Regions from separate parts of the Danio rerio genome. Here region 2 is linked to region 1. The links are chromatin contacts, called in public Micro-C maps. All regions are on one chromosome and are shown on one strand. Each heading gives the region's core, a stretch centred on a gene start, on an enhancer-like site or on the middle of the called end of the contact. The rest is flanking DNA. Distances are from core to core; before and after follow the strand shown. Region 1 overlaps glsb (glutaminase b). Region 2 overlaps nemp2 (nuclear envelope integral membrane protein 2).

What was found. Hi-C and Micro-C count contacts between places; a contact is called where the count stands out from the background.
Region 2: a contact with region 1 is called in a Micro-C map of caudal fin, with 6 times the contacts expected there. The contact joins two enhancer-like sites. A contact is called at or near these places in 3 of 18 Hi-C or Micro-C datasets (caudal fin, skeletal muscle and an unstated tissue).

Annotation. Positions count from the first base shown.
Region 1 is chr9:43,000,736-43,008,593 of GRCz12tu, reverse strand. glsb (glutaminase b) reads left to right here. Exons shown (of 18, transcript XM_688079.11): 15 at 1,236-1,297; 16 at 1,969-2,045; 17 at 2,828-2,891; 18 at 5,945-7,338. The coding sequence ends at 6,101. Among named protein-coding and RNA genes, the nearest start is that of stat1b, 56 kb to the right of the region's middle. Within about 2 kb of position 6,318, at least 2 of the 62 cell types and tissues checked have an H3K27ac peak or open chromatin away from gene starts, as enhancers often do. A contact at or near this core is called in caudal fin, where this site is marked.
Region 2 is chr9:43,208,213-43,216,083 of GRCz12tu, reverse strand. It overlaps nemp2 (nuclear envelope integral membrane protein 2), which reads right to left. Exons shown (of 9, transcript NM_001423789.1): 9 at 5,096-7,454. The coding sequence ends at 7,145. mfsd6b (major facilitator superfamily domain containing 6b) reads left to right here. Exons shown (of 7, transcript NM_001328216.1): 7 at 3,154-3,834. The coding sequence ends at 3,420. Among named protein-coding and RNA genes, the nearest start is that of nemp2, 23 kb to the right of the region's middle. Within about 2 kb of position 6,588, at least 1 of the 62 cell types and tissues checked has an H3K27ac peak or open chromatin away from gene starts, as enhancers often do. A contact at or near this core is called in caudal fin, where this site is marked.

The sequences.
Region 1 (7,858 bases), core at 5,069-7,568:
GCAAAGATTAGTGCTTAAAAGACACAAAAATGCAGCATTTGAAGAAGTGAATAACTGCAAAAAGGTGCAATTTTTAAGATAAAAAAGCCACCCATTTTAATAGACCAGCTATACGCCTAAATAAGTTTGATAAAAAGAAAGCAATGTGTCACTACAAGCTATTTATGCAAGTTTAGCATAAGAATGACTTAGATATGAATGAAAAACTTGATATTTTCAATGTTCAATATTCACATTTTCCTGACAGAAAAACACATCATAGCGTTGTCAATTTTATAATTGACCATTTTTTTTGTCAATTGTGTTGTTTCAAAATGTATGTATCAATATGTGTCATATTATTATTTGACCAACTGAGAGTTCATTTTGACTGATGATTTTGTCTGATTTGTGACTTTTTTTTGTACAAACTAAGTGTTTAGAAAGGAGAGCTACTCTGCTGACTTACCGAGGGCTCAGTTTGGAAGTCTGCTGTTGCCCTCTAGTGGTGTCTCGTGCCTGTACTTGCTTTTACACAGTTTTTAAACAAGTCTGTTGCATGTTTGTTTTTTGCATGGCTTGCTTGGTTTATTTATATAATCAGATGCTGATTCAAATCAAATTCATCCTGCTTTTAAAGCAAATTAAACCTTTTATTTTGATTGAAACCTATTTATTTATTATTTATTATAATATTAATTGTTATTTATTATTATTATCATTATGGTCAAATCTGCACACAAAATAGTGAGTCAAATATAGGGTTTAAAAGAACTCAGTTGAAGATTATGGTGATGATACTGATGATGTTTTATTAGAAATATTAGAATTTTATTTTATTATGAATTATTATTTAATTATGTTTAAATTATTGTTTAAAATATTTTTTTACAATACACAATCATTATAAAAAACTTCTAATAAATAATTGTATATAACATTGGTAGGAATGCAGTACATTTAATTATTTTACAGTCTTTTACATTAATAGGTAAACTTTTTGTTTAAATGCTGATTATTTAAATTTCTGTTAATCAAAATATCATAACAACATGATAGTAATAAACAAACAATTGAGAAGCAAGTCTGCATATTAGAAATATTTCTCGATTCAGTGTTTGCTCTTTACCTCATACATTTCAGTGAAGGAGCTATCGGAGACTCTGGAGATCGTGGTGGTTTCTGCCAACCCTCTGTCCAGTAATATTGTTAATAACTTGTTTCTGTTCCACAAAGGCTCTTTTGTATGATTGCAGGTGAAGTCTGTCATCAACCTGCTGTTTGCTGCTTACACCGGCGATGTTTCTGCTCTGAGGAGGTATGAACACTTCAATTGAGCTAAATTCGCACATTCGGACTTTCTACTTATTATTATTTTCAGAAAAGTATTATTTGCATATTATCAATAGGGAAATCATATTATCAGCCAAAAACTATCATAACATATAACAAACAAATCAAACAAAATGCTGTTTTTCTCCCCTAAGCACTTATTATGAGGTCACTGTCGCCATCTTGTGGCGGAACATCAACTGTCACTTCCTTTGGTCTGCTAAGACAGGCTGATGGCAGTTGATGCACTGATAGCGATGCTCAGAAATTATTAATATTTAAAAATAGACACTTTCCTTATAAATAAATTGCATAGTTGCAATCTAAATAACTAAATTCTCAACTAAAAAAGCCTCAAAAGTACATTATGTTGTCAAACTGTAGAGTGCTGCAATATTTGTCAAACTGTAGAGTGTCCTCTGCTTGTTGCTGTATGTGGGTGGAGTAATACAAAAGGATAAAGGGTGAAGAGGCTGTACAAGTGCTGTCATTTGCAGAATATCGCACAACTATTAGCCAATCAGATTCAAAAAACAGACAGAACTTTGGTATAAATGTGAATATAAAACAAACTTTACCTCAATAGCATATCACCGTCGTCAACTCTACTTCTTCCACTTCTACATCTTTATAAACAGTGTGTGTTTGTGTGTGCAGGTTTGCTCTGTCCTCGGTGGATATGGAGCAGCGTGATTATGACTCCAGGACAGCTCTGCACGTCGCAGCCGCTGAGGGTACAAACACTCACTTACACGCTCACTTCCACACTTATTATGGACCGAAAATCCATTAACGTCTGTTTTTAATTGTAATCAAAAGGAGACAAACAGAAGTTGGTTTGCGTTTATATTTTGACACCTAACAGCGCCACTTAGTGGTCAGAGGCGGTACTAATCCTGCATGTTAGCAATTAGCAGCAGGGTTATTAGCTATTTGTGTATAGCCCTTGTGTACCGTTCAGATTTACTACTCTTTCATTATGTTGTGGATGTTTTTGCCAGCCATTTTTCACGAGGAAACGTAAGTATTTTACGTTTTGTCAGTTTAGTGGAGTTCAGTCGTACGAAAATGTACGTTTTTAAAAAGGAGGCGCCACCACAAACGTCATTGGGTGATGAGCAAATCATACTAAATTGTACAAATTAGATTGTACGAATTCATACGAATTAGCCACTAAATCAAAAAGTTACGAATTGCTGTGAGATTGTTTTTGATTTCATTCACCATCAAATCTGAAACCATATAATCGTGCATTCTTGATTGTTGGTGGTTTTCCATGTCTGGAAGAGGTCAAATGTGTATTTTTTTTTTTTTTTTTACTGTTTTACTGTTATATGTAGTAAAACAATAGTATGACAATACTATTGTTAGTATAACAGTATAATAGTATAACAATACTATGTTTACAGTGTTCTGATAACTGAGCTGATATTTAAGAATATTTAATAACTAGCAAAATGTCAAAAACAGACAACAAAATGACTAATTGATTTGATTTGATTTGATTTGATTTCAGGACACATCGAGGTTGTGCGTTTTCTGCTCGAGGCCTGCAAGGTCAATCCTGCACCCAAAGACAGGTAAACAAACACACATTTTCAATTTCAGATATTGAGTTCACTATTTTTATTTAGAAAGTACCGTAAGTTACTTGAAGATGAAAGTATTATTCAGGTGAAACAATCCCCTTTGTGTGTGGAAGATGCTTTTATTTTATTCTTTAAACGCATTTTTATATTGAATGCACATTTATTTGTACATCTATATCTGAAAATATCTTATAATTAAAATTTGCATAATACAATTGTTCATGTTTTATACTTCCCATAGCATAAATCTTTAACATTGTTAAAAGTTGTAAGTGTACAATAATTATATTTATTTTAAATATTTATTTTGCAATAGAATTTACCCTTCGCTAAGCCCCGCCCTCCTTAGGTACTGTTGTTACGCCTGTCAAGCTTTTGTGCCTGGCATGTCTATTATAATGTGTATGCGCCGGTGTCAGACATTGTCAGGGATATAATTAGTCATTTTTGGCAAACAGGTAAGATATCTGAGAAGCCAGACAAAAAAGTACTGCAGTATGCATAACAGGGGTATACTCACAACATAATACGCAGATTAGAAAATAATTTCATCTAAATTGAAGCTAGGTGAGCCTAGCCGACTCATACGCTGACCATTCATCAGCTCAGTTCATGCAGAGCAGGAGAGGTGACTTTTAAAATATTCGAACAATAACAAGTTACACCGATAGTCTAATAGATAATTGTTGTGCAAGGAAATATACCGTTACTAACCGATGAGGAAACACACATGGACAGGTCTTCGACATACTTCATTCATAGAAAGAACAGACAGAAAAATTGATGGATTTGTGATAAATTTTAGCATCATTAATCCATAACAATGTACAGTAACTATAACTGTCAGTATGTTTGTGTGCTTTTTATCCAGTTTCTATTCTAATTTGCAGTTAAGTGGAGGAAATAAATAAATTAAAACGCAAATCAAAGTATAAATAGCAGAAGTTAACAAGTAGATTTTCTCTACCAGCAAATATTAATCAGACACCAAATATAAAAGCAGACACTAAAGACCATGTAGCACAAGCTCTGTGATTGGTCGGCTTGGTTGCGCTGACGAGTCTGGGCAGGACCAAGAGCCACGCTAGTGGCGCAAGTTCGATGGAGTGACTGTTTATAAGTGTGGAGTGCCGTGAAGGAGCTCCGGATGTCAAGTTTTGTTTTGTGTTTACCTCATGGTTAAAGTTGTTGCACGTCCGCCGGTTCCTGCCTCAAAATGAGCGAGTTTGAGCCACTTGTACATTCAGGAAGTGTTCAGGAAAAACTAAACACCAGCAAAGAAACTCGACACAGAGGAACATTTAACAGCTCACTGCCAACTAGCGTTTCAGAAGTGTTAATGCAAAGCAACAGAGACAGCGCGCAGAAGTGTAAATGCACAGCTACGCGCTTTGCATGCGCTGTTGGTTATGCCGGTCACTTGACGCAGAAGTATAAACCAGGCTTAACCTGCTATAATGTCATCACCAATGACTAAATCTCTAAAAGATAGACAAAAACATCAGTGAATTGTCGCTCTGACATGGACATGAGGCTTATAAATGACTGAAAAACAGCTGCGGGTGAATTTTATTGATCGCAAGTGCTCAGATTGTCATCAAATCTCAGTTTTGTTCTGTTGACTTGGAATCCAAATATTTGTAGCTTGAAGCAGATGGAAATATGACTGCTATTAATATGACTACTATGATGAAGGCTTAAACGGAGCATTGCTCATAATATCAAGCGAAAAAAACGAAGAAAAAGACAGTTGTGAAACATAACCTGCTTTGTATTTTTGTAGGAAACACAGTTTAGATCTTTTTAGGGTAAGAGGTGTGCGAGTCGTCGGTCTATCACTGAATGTGTCAGGGATATCGAAAACAAAACTTAATTCCACTTCTTTAGCACCTCTCACAGAGCTTGATCCACGCTGGCATTTCTCCCCTTGGGTTTTAGGTTTTAAAAAGGGAAAAAATTCCACCACCCTGTCCAAACTTTTAGGATACCGGGTGTCAGACTTGTACAATTCATATGCCCAACGCTTTGGCTTTTTTTCCTCGCTCAAAAGCTTGACAGAGCCCCTGTGCGTAGCTACGGTTGCTAAGCCATTGGTGGGTGGCGGTTTTTGGGTGTGGCTTAGCGAAGGGTCAATTAGTTATTTATTTCCATTCGTTTTACTGTTTAATAATTGTGACATCTAAATGTAATACATATATTTTTAAATTCTCTTAACATAAATGTCTAAAACTATCAAAAGAGTTGTAATTATTTTTAATGATTGTATTGTAATGTTTAAGGTCAAATAAATATATAATTTAGTTATTTGTATTTTATAGTTCAGTTCTATAAAAATAGTAATTTAAATTTCTGTGCTAAAAAGATGTGTGTAAAATAATCAAATAATTATTTTAAATATTTATTTTGCGTAAGAGTTGTGTCAAAATAGTCATGTATTTTCATCTGTGTTACTCCTTAGTAATTGTGACATTGTTTTATATATTTTTATATTAAAAATGATACATTATAATACAATTCAGCTTTTACAATCTAGATTATTAGATCAAAGCAGCTTAACATAAAAGTTGTAGTAAATTTAAACTGTGTCCGTCCAGTTTTCAGAGTTTAAGTTTAATTTTCAATGTTAAAAGTTCAAACACTGAAGAGCAAATCCATTGATGCGCAGCTCCACAATAGTAGTAAATACTAGTAAAGGCTAATAATATAGGGGGTATTTTTGAGTAATGAATATATTTTAAACTTCTCATAACATTAATCTCTAAAATTGTAAATATTTCTTTTGTAATGTACCATTGTAAGGTTAAAGGAATATTTAAATTTTAATTATTTGTATTATATAGTGCAGTACTATTACAATAGTAATACATTTCATCATTTTTATATTTACTATGTATTAAAATAATTGAATATTTTATTTTTATTAGCATTTTTAAATGAATCAAATGTCTGGAGGAATTGTAGAAATAAAATGGCATTTAAAATAGGAGACTAAGCCAAAGGAAAATAAACTTATGAATAAATAAAAGAGCATTTCTGTCCTCCAGGTGGGGCAACACACCAATGGATGAGGCGAAACATTTTGGTCATCAGGAGGTGCAGGCGCTCCTGCAGGAGTTCAACAGTAAGTACAACCCTACCATCAATCCTGTGGCAGATAAAGAGACCACTGAGAAAAACCTGGACGGGATGCTGGAGACGTAACCATTTCCACCCGCAGAGGACGCTCTTCTGTTCCCCAGCAGACCTTTACAACATCAGTGTACTTTTTTTATTTGACGTGGTTTCCGGTAGTTTTATAGGCTTTTGTGAGCTTTTTCCTCATCTGCAAAGTAAGTGTGCGAGTAAAGATGTTGTTTATGCTGTAAATGTATTTCAAACAGTTGATTTAGCTGTGGGAGTGAATGACGTGTTCATAATACTGTACCTGTGTTTTCCTGAGGGCGAACAGTAAACTGGTTTATGGAGTGTAGAATGACACCAGACAAGCTCCATGAAATACTTTTCATTTGAGAAATTTTTTGTAAAACCCAGGATAAAGGGTGACCATCATCACTAATTTATTATTATTAAATGTTTAAATAGGGAGGAACATGATGCGATGCTTTCCCCAACAATGACAACATACACACACACACACATATGTATATATACAGCTATGGGGGAAAATTATGTAACCACTTGAAAATTGGTCCGTTTGTTTAGATTTATTTGGCATGGGTTTGAGTAATGTGTTAATACAGGTTTTATTCTATAAAGGCTTGATAACATTTCTTCCACATCTTTGTATCTGTCTCTCTGTTACTATATCTGAGAGGTTTTTGTTAGCTGTGATTTCACCAAATATGAATTTCTTAACTCTTCTAAAGGGAAAAAAGGGCATTGTGTTGTTGAAAATTGATATAAACAAATCTGAAAAAATAGTCAAAAATGCTCTTAGTGACAACACTTTTATTTTACATTTGGAAATAATGTCATTAGTAGTTTAAAGAAAATTTAAAATACACTTACACATAACTTTAAAATTAATAACTATAAATTGTAAATCCAGAAAAAAAAAGAATTTTAAAGTGTTTTCCCCTCCATAGCTGTATATATATGTATCAGTTTTCTGAAATCTTTGGATAAATATGTGACCCTGGATCACAAAACCCAGTCTTTAGTTACAACATTTTTTGGAAAAGGTAAATACACATTGTTTGGCTCAAAATTATTATTAATTTTTTTTTTCATCTTTTATGTAATTTATTTTAGGATAATTAAGTAAAGACCGTGTTCCATGAAGATATTTTGTAAATGTTCTACTGAGAAATATGTATGTATTTGTCTTTATTTGTCTTATTTGTTTTAATTTGACTAGAATAAAAGCAGTTTTAATTTTTTAAACACCATTTTAGGGACAAAATTATCAGCTATTTTTTTCGATAGTCTACATAACAAACCATCGTTATACAATAACTTGCCTAATTACCCTAACCTGCCTAGTTAACCTAATTAACCTAGTTAAGCCTTTAAATGTCACTTTAAGCTGTATAGAAGTGTCTTGAAAAATATCTAGTCAAATATTATTTCCTGTCATCATGGCAAAGATAAAATAAATCAGTTATTAGAGATGAGTTATTAAAACTATTATGTTTAGCAATGTGTTGAAAAAAAAAAATCTTTCTGTGAACAGAAATTGGGGAACAAAAAAAACAAGTGGTCTGATAATTCAGGGGGGCTAATAATTCTGACTTCAACTGTATATATACATATATATATATATATATATATATATATATATATATATATATATATATATATATGAATGATTGGTAAAATGCATTGCTAAGCACTTCATTTAAACAGCTTTTAAGGTGATTTTCTCAATATCAAAAATTTTCGAACCCTCAGATTTTCAAATAGTCGAATCTCAATCAAATATTGTCCTATCCTAACAAACCATACACCAATGAAAAGCT
Region 2 (7,871 bases), core at 5,339-7,838, 210 kb before region 1:
ATTCCTCAGCAATACATGAGATGCTACAAGTGACTACATGAGCATCATTCAATATCATTGAAAAAAAAAAACATTCCAGATATCAAATATTTGACTTGTCATCTGATTGAGTGCTTGGTCCCGGAAACTGTAACTCGTGATGTCAGACTTAACAAGCGGATAATGAAAAACATTAATGCCAAATCATATTTTCTGTCTTTTAACTGAATAATCATCTCTGTCTCTGTCCCTGTTTCATTCATGCTGTCCTTCTCTCAGGGGAAAGGTGAGGAATAAACATCTGTCTTTGACTTTTATGCACAAAAGCGCATGCTGTCTTGTCAGTCTCACACTGCATTTCCTTTTTTATCTTCTGTGTATTCTTGGAAAATATACACAAGTCTCACGAACACCACTTTGCTATTCACTAACCAAAGAAAAACACTTTTCTGTTGTCTATTTTATTTGTCTTTAGTTAAACACATTTCTTAAAATTTCTGATGTCACGGCTTTAATTACATGCTCTTTATGTGTGTTTATATTTGTGATCAAATGCTAATTGTCAGTAAATGCTGTTTGTTTGTTATGTGGACACCCTGCTTTTTATGCATTGGCCCCATGAAGGTAACAAATGATCAAGATATTTGTCATCTATCTGTCCTAACAACAACTAAACTGTTATACATGTTTGTACAACAAAATACACAATACATTATAATAAAATGACCCTTGAATATTTTCAAAAATACAGCTTTAGTAAAAATAGAGCACTTATGAACATATGTCAACGTTTACATCAGCCCCAGAAATATTCAAGTTACTCTTGACCGCACACCGAGAGAAGCCAAAAGTAAAGGCTGATTTATACTTCTGCATCAAGCGTACACGTATGCTACGGCGCAGCCTACACGCGGACAGCGTGGCTGTCGGCGACGTTGACGCGCACTTCTCAAAAAAAATTTAACTACAAGTCGCATCGACGCATAGCACAAACACTGTGATTGGTCGGCTTGGTAGCACTGACGAGTGTGGGCGGAGTTGAGAGCAGCACGAGCCAGGGGCTGCAAATGGCCTGGCAGTGTAAGACTCCTAATCAAGTCCTAAGTCATATTTCAGTTCCAAAATTTTACAGATTTTTTTTTACATTTTGATTGAAAAAATACGTTACAAATATTAAATAATAATGTGACACATGGGGCTGCACGGTGGCACAGTGGGTAGCATGTTTGCCTCACAGCAAGAAGGTCGCTGGTTCGAGCCTCGACTGGGTCATTTGGCATTTCTGTGTGTAGTTTGTATGTTCTCCCTGTGTTCGCGTGGGTTTCCTCCTGGTGCTGCGGTTTTCCCCACAGTCCAAAGACATGTGCTACACTTTAAAAGCCATTAGTCAACTTAATCAAATGAAATGAGTGTAGTGAACTTAAAATGTACTGAAAGTTAATTCTACTCATTTGAAAAGAGTTTTGAACTCCAGTGTTGAAGGTGTTCATTAAATACCTCAAAACTTCAACGTAAATGAAGTAAGTTCACAGTACTCATAGGTTAGTGTTTTAACTCAAATAATTTGTCGCAATTGGTTTCCTCAAATGTTTTGAGTTGCCTTAACTTATTAGCTTTTACAGTGCTCAGTTGGTTTGAGTTCTCTTCATTTATAGGGTTTTACTGTGCTCAAATTGCTTTGTTTACTCAAATGGAGTAAGTTCACACACAGTACTGATTAGGATTAGTTTTTGAACTTAAATGTTTTTTTGCAAACAGTTTTCTCAAACGGTTTGAGTTACCTTAACTTTTTGGGTTTGACAGTGTATAGGTGAAGTTAATAAGCTCAACTGTCTGTAGTTTATGTGTGTGTGAATGAATGTGTATGAGTGTTTCCAGGGATGGGTTGCAGCTGGAAGGGCATGCGCTGCATAAAATATATGCTGTATAAGTTGGCGGTTCATTGTGCTGTAGCGACCCCTGATTAATGAAGGGACTAAGCCGAAAAGAAAATGTATGATTGAATGTGACACATGAAAAACACATAATAAATAGTAAATACTATATTGCTGTTGAACCACACTATAGTAAAGTACTTGAGTTAGCCTGTTGTGGTAATTCTATAGCAGATCTATAACAGTAGCAATATAAACAATCTGCCCAATAACATAGTTAACAAATGTAGGGTTTATTTTAGTGTAATATACTGTACTATATGTATGGTTCAAAAACACTATAATATTTAATAAAAAGTAGTTTATTATCTTGATAAGAACTGTTTATTTACACTGCCTTTACTAAAACAGGAATTACAGTATTATTATATGAATAAAGGGACTAAGCTGAAAGAAAATTAATGAATGTTAATATAATAAGCAATGTAAAGCAGGTATAATAGCAATGATTATATTATTATTATTATTTTAATGCTTCACCTTTGTTGACAGCAGATTTGGAAAGATCAGCTGCTCACGTTAAATTATCACAGTGCATAACATATTTATATCACCAATTTAGTCTCTGTGATTTTAGTAATACCCTAACCCAGGGGTGTAAATCTTAATTTCTGGAGGGCTGCAGCACAGCAGAGTTTAGTTTCAGCCCTGCTTCAACACACCAATCTGTAGATATCAAACAAACCAGGAGCACACAATTAGTTTGATCAGGTGTTTAATTAGGGTTGGAACTAAACTGTGCAGAGCAGTGGCCCTCTAGCCTAAAAATTTGCCTGAAACCATACTACATTCTCAGTCATTAGAATAAAAAAATTACCTTGCCACTGATAATGAACATTTCATAAACTCCCCCAACACATATTGTAACTCTCATTTTACTTTTGGATGGCAAATGTAACATATATATATATATATATATATATATATATATATATATATATATATATATATATATATATATATATATATATATATATATATATATATTAATAAATAAGTTAATAAATAAATACTGTAAAAGCTAATTTAAGCTAATTTCTAAGTTTAGGTAACTCAAAACGTTTGAGGAAACCAATTGCGACACATTATTTGAGTTAAAACACTAACCTATGAGTACTGTGAAATAAATAAATATAAATATATATTTATTTATTTATTCACCCTCACCTTTTTGATAAATTCAAACACATTTATCCTAAAGCAGTGACTTACATTAACGTCTTTCCGATGTTTGTTCTAGGAGAGAAGTGAGCAGCAGACCTCAGCGGCGCCACCTGGTGATGAATCCACATCATCGCAACCAAACGCCTCATCCAGTCCTGTAGAATATGCCTTCCAAGGCCCTGCCTCCAGTGCATTCGTCCCTCAAAACACACACCCTGTCCGTCCAGTGGCGGAACCGCCTTCATCTACAGAGGCTAAAGAACCAGTCGAAAACTCCACTCCATTACCGGGACACTCCAAACCGCTGCCTGCAATAACGCAAACACAGCCAACAACACACTGAACTTCACTACCGAATAGCCTTAGGATTTAAGCACTTACCGTGGTGTGGGGTGTAAAAGGTGACAGCTGACTTTGGACCAAAAAAATGTTCTGTTGACTGACGGGGTGTTTTTGTGTTAGCGAGGGTTTGTTTGCTGAGTCAGTTTGCTTTGCACTGCCACGGTTGACGTCTTGTCTTTGCCACATAAAGGGCCTGCTTGAAGGTCGATGCCTATAATGAGATCTGCACATGACTGAGCATTTCATGATTGTAATGCAGTGTTGAGGTGATTCGGCATAATATTCATGGAAGCTGATGTTGCATAGTTGCTTTGCACTCTGTATAAAATGTTCTTTCGCTCATTGTGCTTCCATGTAACTTGACCAAAGGTAAAAATAGAAACCTACTCTGTGTAAAAATAAAATGTTAAAGTCATTATGTTCTGTATTTTATATATATATATATATATATATATAGATATAGATATAGATAGATAGATAGATAGATAGATAGATAGATAGATAGATAGATAGATAGATAGATAGATAGATAGATAGATAGATAGATAGATAGATAGATAGATAGATAGATAGATAAATAGAAATGTTATATATAGAGATATAGATATATAGATAACATAAACACAGTACTGTACAAAAGTCTTTGGCCATCATTAGAGTTGTCATTTTAGTATAATTTCATTAATTTATAATATAATAATCTCGCTCATCACATGAAAAGAAATATTTAGAATTATTACGATTATTAAATGGGATATCTCCTTGACCCCTTCTCATTTTCGATGTACAGAGTACAACACATCCAAACAAGCATACATCTAAACAAAACGTATATACAGGCAGCATACTTCACCAGGGGCCTTTTCCATAAACCAAGCTTAGAGGAAAAAGCCAGGCTTATTTTGGTTAATCAGATGTATTAATGGTGAATTTAGTTCCATAAATCAAATTTACGATAGTTCAAACTCAGTTACTTTAGCAACTTATGCTGGGAAACTAGCCTGGTCCGGGGCAGGTGAACTCTCAGGCTAAGTCTTAAGTTAAAGCTTAATCAAGGTAATGTTAACAGTGCAAGTAAGCTATCATGTTGATGATTTGCACTATATCTACTTAGTTTTGAGTATGTGATCTTACTGTAATAATATAAAAAAATACACGTTTTTATATGAAGATAATACAATATTTGGGTTGAGAGTTGAGGGATTTTTCTTAAATAATATAATGTTGTAATATAAAAGGCTGAATAATTTAATGAAATGTTCAGAAAAGAATTGTCGTCTTACAAAAGTTAAATTTGAAAAGAAAAGCCAGGACATGGATGCGTGAACCCTATGAGTTGATGCATTTTAAAGGGATGGTTCACCCAACAATAGAATTTGATGAAAAAAAAAAAAAAACATGAGACGGGGCAAAAATATGTATTTCAAAGCTTTTGCACTTTAGCTAAAATTTTTATCTTGGCATTTCTTTGCATAAAAATGTTTTAAAGGGAGGTAGAAAGTCGGAAAAAGTCTTTAAACGAAACACATTTATAATTTAAAGTACCAATGCGTCAACAAACATATCAAAACAATGAAATTTTACATTGGGACACATATATATGAAAACAAGATGTGTTTATTTATGTAGGTCAACATAACAGTATACTATAAACACAATGTCAAACAGCATGATCCAGTTCACAACTTTATTTTAAAAACTTTTGGCCCCAAAAACGTCCATAGTAATCCAAAGCTTCTCTTGGAAACAAACTATTTGCAAGTGAGCACAACAGTTGTTGGTAGGACACAGAAAAAGTGAGAATAATTCCTTCAGTGGCTTTGTGAAATGTTATTAAAAACATATTTGGGACTTCCAAAGTTACTCATAGCCCAAATTACACGCTATAATCAAGTTTTTTAAGTCACACACACACAGACACACAAGACATCTTTTTTGCACTTAAAAAGACTAGGTCAAAGCAAGTACAATAATAGTCAAAAGTATTATTAAAAGAGATTGTTCACCCCAAATTCAAATATACTCTCAAGTAGTTTTATGTATCTTTTATGCTTGTCTTTCTTCTATTGAACACAAAACAAGATAATCCGAAGAAAGCTGTAAAAAAGCAGCCTTTGACATGCATAGTAAAACCAATAAAACTAAAATACTACGGAAGTCAATGGCTGTTTTTATAGCAACATCTTTCAGTATATCCTCCTCTGTGTTCAACAGAAGAAAAAAACCCAAACAGATCTGGAAATGTGAAGGATTATAGATATTGATGATATATTTATCGACAAAAACAGCTAAAACAGTCATGAAATGGCCTGCACAGAGTCCAGACCTTAATATACAGTAGTATTATAGAGGCAGTAAGGGGTTGCCTGGACAGAGGGGAAAAAAGCAGAAAAAAACACATAAATCAGAAGATGGAAGATAGGTCTGGTATAAGGACTCATACTAAATTCTTTTGCTAGCAGGAGCTATTTTATTGTAAAAACAATGTGTTATTTTTCTTAATTTTTTTGTATATATTTATTTTGTATATATATATTTTTTAATGCAGAGACCAGGAAGGTCATTAAAACATCAAAACTGTTGGGGGACCAAAGAATTTTCATTTTTGGGTGAACTATCCCTTTAAACACTGCTTACAAAACACCATGTCAAACAGCAGTGCAAAATGTGCCAGAAAAAGAGCACAATGGCCAAACATCAGCATAAAGATGGTGTAAAGAAAGTGTGAAAGGCCCCACAATCAATAATGCGTTGAACAAACATACGACGTAAGCTGTCAAATAGACAAAAAACACCTCCAGACATGTTTTTAAAAACTCGTTATTCTAACTTTAGCCCTTTTAGAACAATGCCACGTTCAAGACACCAGCCAGTGCAAGTCAAACACACCGTGATTTGTTTAAAGAGCCCCTAAAAAGTTTCTTTGTGAGTAACAGATCCATATTATATCAAGGCAATGATGCGTTCTGCTGAATAGGGACCTTGTTTTCTATCAAATGTCATGAGAAGAATTAAAATAGTACGCACAAATGCTCATAAGCCACATAGTATAGTTCTAAAATATCGAGCAGCTTGGAGATTTTACTGAACGTCTACTTCTGTGCTCCACTTAAGACAGAACGCCACACAGATTTAGATTTTTTTTAGCTGAGCCAACACTAGAGGGCATGATTTACTTAAATTACACCACATGATTCTACATGTCCAGTCATTCTCTAGTACAGTGTTTCCCAAGCCTGTTTCAGAAGGCACACCAACAGTACACATTTTCAACCTTTCCCTAATCAAACACACCTGAATCAACTTCAAAACCAGAAGTTAATGGGTCAGATAAGGAAGACATCCAAAACATATGTTGTTGGTGTGCCTCCAGGAATAGGGTTGGAAAACACTGCTCTGGAACAGTTGAGGAAAAAGATTATTGACTGAAATGATGAGCTTGTATACCTGAGAGTCACCATCTGCTCACACACTATTAGCATACAATATGTACAATACGCTGTTACTTTACTCCCAGCTCTGCATCACTCGGGTATAAGAACTTAAAAATATATATAATAACAGCCCACGCTGGCAGAAAGAGATCATTAAAACACACAAACAAGAGATTTTTACAATCCTTATAGACCTGCTAATGTTCCTTAGAGTCATTTCTTCCTTATAATATTGTGCAATTTAAAGTGTCTCTTTAAAATAAGCATAAAATGACTTATCCTGGCTGAGTTTCAAAAGAAGTCCTGGTCTTCTGGATCCAGGGGTTCTGGCTGAGGGGTGTAGGTGACAGGAGGATATGGACAGATGGTTGGAGGGTATATAGTTGGACTGGGGAGGTTATTTAGGACTGGAGGACTGTTTCCAACTATCTCGTCTTCACTATTGTCCTCTGCTTCTTCTCTGTGTGACTGAGTGTCGCTGGAGCTGCTGTTGTTGAAGATCACATTCTCATAATAGGCACCGCCAAGGCCGTAATGATTCTCATGGTTCTGATGCTCCTCTTGAGTGATGTGACTGCCTTGACGGAGAAACTCTGCAAACCTGGAAGAGGCGGGAAACAACGGGTGAGGAATGACTACTAAAATGTTAGACATAAAGGCTATAAAGAATTTTTCCCCTTCATTTACAATCTACTTAAAATTGCAGAATCACTTTTTATATTATTATTTTCAAGACAAGACACTGCAGGCAAAAACACTTTTTATTATTTAGTTTTTTCATAGTGTTTTTTTTCTATCTAATATCAAGAAAACATCCCAAATGCACTCTTCTCTCTTTTTTTGTAAATATATTTCTTTTTTTATATACATGTACCCACCGGTCCTACTGCACCCAACTTCGCTAGCTGGCCTCTGTTACACTCAACCTCCTAAACCTCACTCCCATTCTGGACCAGCTCCCACGTGTCACCCAATCCGGTCTGAGTTGGGATCGAACTGACGATTCTTTGCATGGGAG